Linked DNA regions of Astyanax mexicanus: region 1 is linked to region 2. Evidence: chromatin contacts called from public Hi-C data. All regions are on one chromosome and are shown on one strand. Each heading gives the region's core, a stretch centred on a gene start, on an enhancer-like site or on the middle of the called end of the contact. The rest is flanking DNA. Distances are from core to core; before and after follow the strand shown. Region 1 overlaps ankrd11 (ankyrin repeat domain 11). Region 2 holds the start of ankrd11 (ankyrin repeat domain 11).

Region 1 (2,700 bases), core at 186-2,685, 82 kb before region 2:
ACTGTGTGTATGGAGTCACAGTTATTAAAGCATGACTGGCTAAAATACTATTCACTGTTATATATGTGAACAAACATACAAATAAACACAATAGACGATATCACGATTATCAAAAATTATTGAGGTCATGTTTATTTATTGTACAATAAATCGATATTGCAATTATTGTGACGGGCCTAGGTGAAGTGGACTTGGAGTATAGTAAAACTAGAAAATAAGTATAAAAATTTGTGGAATAGCACACCTCCGCTCCCAGCACTCTAAAATCTAATCAGTTTAAAGGCCTATGCCAATACCCAACAGGCTTCCAATGCTAGTGATAGGGGCATTTCTTGGAAATATATTAATTTTTCCTATCTGTTTCCAATCCTACCTTTAAGCACAGATGATACCCTTGATACACTTATTGTCAATACAATATAAAATGTTTTATAAGAAAAATGATCCATTTATTGCCTAGGTCTAACTGGATACGCATCACAACACATGGGTTATAAATCAATATATCATGATACATCACCTTTCTAAGAGTATTCCAATACAGATTTTATAAAAGATTTTATAAATGATCAACACTGCAATTGAGTAGAGGAGGGGGTAAAACATTAAATAAAACAGCTGTCTGAAATTAATCATCATATTAAATAAGTCTACAGTATTGCAAAACATATTTTACTATCTATAAAACACTGTCTACAAACTAGATGATGTTCAGCATGACCAACATTAGCATTTTCATCATGTTCAATTTCCAGTAACCCTTCAGTCTAAACCCCTCAGCGGACTGCAGCAATCAGGCCTTGGAGATCAGCCTGGAGAGCAAAGAGCATCATGCCTCCTTATGCTGATGAGACCATGAGACAATCCATAACTCATAATTTCAGGCACGTCCGCTCTGCATAAAATTCAGCCCGGGAACGCCTCGACGGATCATGAGTGTATCCCAAAAAAGGAGCATCTTTAAAGCATCAAACCTGGCAGCATTATGATGGAGGATAATGTGCTCTAATCAGCAGCTCGGCTCATTATGAATGGATCACGCATGCAGAGCTACACCAGCTGCATTATGAAGAGGCTACGGCCCCAGCGGAGCTCAGCGACGGGCGGATGGAGGGATGAAGGTGAACGGGGTACATGAGCATGATGGGCATTTCTCTCTCTCTCTCTCTCTCTCTCTCTCTCTTTCTTTCTGTCTATCCATCATCCTCTCTCTCTCTCGTTCTCTCACTATGCAGCATGTACAAGCCCCTGAGTGGAAATATTCATGATGCAAGCTCATGCCTTTTAATGGACAGGGCCTTTCAGCCTCATCAGCACTGTGGCTGAGCGCTAGAGCAGAGGCAGAGCAGGCAGAGGAGGCAGAGCAGGCAGAGGCTCTGGCACAGGAAGAAAGCCCAGATTACACTGCCTTTTCACTGGAGCTGAAATGGTGCTCTTAAGAGCAGTGCAGGAGGAGAAGGGGGGGAGAGAACAGGATGGTGGAGGGGCAGTGAATGGGAACAGAATGAGAGCGTACGAGGGAAAAAAAAAAAAAAAAAGGAAGCGGTAAAGGAATCTAGAAGCAGCGTACATGAAGTTCTACAGCTAAACAAACAAAAGGATGAAAGAAAGAGGCTGGCAGAAAAGAAGAAAAGAAAAGTGAGGACACCAGAGGCTCTACAGCTCTAAAACTCTACAACCATACAGCCAAAGAAAAAGGGTGCAGCAATATGCAGAAATAACCTCAGTAAATCTCACTATACTATCAATACTGCTACAATTGTGTTGGCATGCAACAGTGTGGTTTTATCTTATTTACATTATAGTATATATTTTTTGTTTTTTAATCTACCGTATTTTTCGGGCTATAAGGCGCACTTAAAATACTTATTTTTTCCCAAAAATCGTCATTGCGCCGTATAATGCAGTGCGCCTTGTGTATGGATTTTGCTTGTGTTTACTGACCTCGATTTTTATGTGGTACACGGCGCTCTGTTGTGCAGAATTCCTCACCCACGCCAGAATAAGATCCCCCTCTTGGGCTAGCGCGCGGTTACCTTTGACTGCCGTACTGCCTCTCGGCTGTGGTTCAGGGTAGCTAGTTTCCACTGTAGCTCCGTGGCCAGAACAAGGTGCCGGTAAACTTTCCTTTCCACCCGTTCTGGGGTAATAGCACAAACTGTTTCTTTTTAGCGCCCACTTCTAAGTAAAGTTAACCTCTTAACACGCGCTGGCCCACCGGCGGGCCAGAAATATTTAATATTTCATAACTGGCTGTGTTTCTGAATAGTTATGAACAGTTACAGGTTCAATATAGACATCCAATATACCATTTTAAAGCTTAGAATCTCTGCTTTTGAGCTATTTAGCCTATTTAGCGGAATATCCTTTCAGAAAATAAACATTTAGGGCGAAATATGCCTTGGTTATGATTTTAATAATTCATAACTCTCATATTTGCGTTTATCGTTCGTCCATATTTCATCGAATGCGGTCATGTCATACACCATTCGAACCGTCTGGCTCTCCGGATTCCAGAACTGTGCTTTTACTGTAGGATGTATGTTTCATGAATTAGAGCTGCGTCAGAGCGCATGTTTCCAGTAATAAAAGGCTCTCCTTTTGTCCTGGGGTAACCTCCGGTCACTGCCGCCACCCCCCGAACACACACCCGCGCTCAGCCACAGGTCCTACCTTTAAAACGCGTCCAGACTAAAGAGA
Region 2 (2,715 bases), core at 48-2,547:
AGAGCTGAACCAGACACTAAGCAAGTAATGTTAACTAGAGCTTGATTACACGTGGTATCACAAGCACCCTAGCACACAGTTATAGTTGTTCACTATGTGGCACTACTTATGCATTGTATGTAATTTGTTGCTATGTATTAAATATGTGACTAGGGTTCCAGAGCACAGCTAGGCACAAGATGAATGATATTCTAGAGCAGACTTATTTACTACATAAGCATTTTAAAGGTGACTTGTGCATTAAATAAAAATCCTACAGAAGTTATCTAGGGCTAAGTATTTAGTTACTACATACAATTTTATGTTTACGCAATGAATAAACCTTCTAGAGCCCAAATAGGCACTATCCAAAAATACTGCAACGTGATTACACATTTAGTTATTAGATTATGCGTTTTTCGTGACATTTATTTGACCCTCTTATCCAGAGGGACTTAGTTACAACGTTATTTCTGTTCCAGTAGTGAGCCAAAACAGTATTAGGAGTCTTGCCCAAGGACTCTTAATGGTGTAGCGCAGCATTCAGTCACCCATAGCAGGAATTGAACCCCAGTCTCCCACATGATAGGGTAGCTCACTGGCACGTAGTGGTGTTATCCACTGCGCCACACCAACCAACACCAAACGTTCCTTTTCAAAACAACAAAACAGCATATATGAGCGCTCTGTGCGGTACTCCATATAATATTTTTATTTATTAAGCATAACTACCTACATTCATACGCTTAATCACATTAGCAACACTGCTAACGAAGCTAAAACGCCAGACTGTCTCAAAACAAACCAAGGAGAAGCCATTAGCTCCACGCAGCTCAGCTCAGCCGGTGCAGAACAGCCTTAAACGTGCTTACCTTCTCCCGAATGTGAGCTACATCTACACGGCTAGGCTCGGTATTCCCCCCCGATGCTCGACTTTCCCATTTGAGGCCTTCCCGATCAGCGCGCTAGAGTCCGCGGGCAGCCGGGGCAGGCGACACTCATCGCGGTCCAAACGCACTGCGAGCGACGGGGGCGCTGCAGAACGCGAGCAGGCTAAGCTAAACTATGCTAAGCTAACTCCAAGCTCCCCAACCGACGGTTATTTCTCTCCTCCGCGGCGAATCAAAGGGATTCGGGAATATCCAGCATTTTACCGCCTTCTCTTGCAGACCAGCTCTTTTCTGTCGTGGTTCGCGCGTCGATTTAATTAGAGCACGCGGTGAAATCTGAGTTTAATATAAAATAAATCCGTTGCAGGTTTTAATCCTCCGCGTCCGTCTTCTCTTCCCCAACCGACTTCCAGCGGCCTTTGACTCTAGCGCTGCTGACGAAGAGCGCACGCAGCCAGGCGAAAGCTCGGCTCTGATTGGCTGCCGGCTGTGGGCGGTCACTGTTGGGCTTTGTTCTCATTTGAGCATTCTAACTCGAACACTACTAAGTGCGCACTAGTGAGAACATTAGCGTTACATATCGTAAAGCTTTTTTTTACATAATTTATTTGACTCTATAATGTACTGAGTACAAATCATATAACACCTAATACATTGGCTTAACGCTTAAACACATATTATTAGTAAAAAAAATAAAATAGTAATAATATAAAAGGGAAAGAAATCAGTAGACACACACAAGAGGTAAATGTCATTGGAGTACCCTGAAAAATATTTGAATATTTGAAAACATTCATTGGAAACATGGTTGATTCTTATTAAATACGGTATCCCAAATAAAGTAAAATAAATACACTTATTGTATTTGTATTTGAATATTCTGTGGTAACTGTGATGAGAACCTGGCTCCTCTTTTCTTTTACTGTAATGTAGTCTCTGACTTTTGGAAGAAATTACATTTTTATTCTTCCTCCTATATGATTTTTTTTTTTTTACATCAAAGACACAGTTTTTTACTTTGAATAAAAAAAATAGCTAGTGTAAACCTGGGTGTTGGGTAGAATTATGCCTTTTTATTGTCCAAGGAACCATCCCAAAATGTATACTTGGGTGAGATTATTGCAATATTTCAGGGTATTTTTGTAATACAATATTATTGGCGATATGAAAAATAAAAGCCTTTAAAATATTTAATTTGAAGAATATAGTACAAATAATTGCAGGATATTAAGTGTTGGCACATAAACGTTTATATGGAAAAACGGTAATACAAAACGGTAAATACTACATAGTACATTACAGAATGAACACAAAATGCTTTCAAGACAGAATGCAGCTATTATCACAATATATATATTTTTTAATCGATTTGGCTCAGCTCCGGTGTAGTGAAGAATATGCATTATTTCAACTGTGGTGCACACACTTTTGCACGTGATCATATGTTTTATACTTATTATAATTTGTAAAATATTTACAGCTAGGTGCCTTTAATGTTTACGTCACACCAAATGTAATATCAAAGCAATGGCGCCACCTGCTGTTCAGATAAATATCAGATACTAGCAGAGAGGACATTACAGCACAGTATCAGTATTTATTTATATACTGTGTTTTATACAATGGGGTAATAACAGTATTTAACACTGCATAATATATGCAAATACGTTATAGGAATAGGAAAATATATGGACTTTTATATTTTAGAATATTTTAAGAAATAATTTAATATAATGCATGTTTTAACAATGCAGATATTTGTATAAAATTAATGAATAACCTTTATATGAATATAGAGCACAGAGGGAAACAAAACAATTAGGAGCAGTCCTGATAAATTTGATAT

Evidence for each region. Hi-C and Micro-C count contacts between places; a contact is called where the count stands out from the background.
Region 1: a Hi-C map of muscle shows a contact between it and region 2, with 2.7 times the contacts expected there. The contact joins the enhancer-like site here to the promoter of ankrd11 in region 2. A contact is called at or near these places in 2 of 3 Hi-C or Micro-C datasets (blood and muscle).

What each region holds. Positions count from the first base shown.
Region 1 is chr23:29,583,191-29,585,890 of AstMex3_surface, reverse strand. The region is part of intron 2 of ankrd11 (ankyrin repeat domain 11); the gene reads right to left. Among protein-coding and RNA genes, the nearest start is that of ankrd11, 83 kb to the right of the region's middle. Within about 2 kb of position 1,435, the one cell type or tissue checked has an H3K27ac peak away from gene starts, as active enhancers do.
Region 2 is chr23:29,500,595-29,503,309 of AstMex3_surface, reverse strand. ankrd11 (ankyrin repeat domain 11) reads right to left here and starts at 1,297. Exons shown (of 13, transcript XM_007230069.4): 1 at 852-1,297.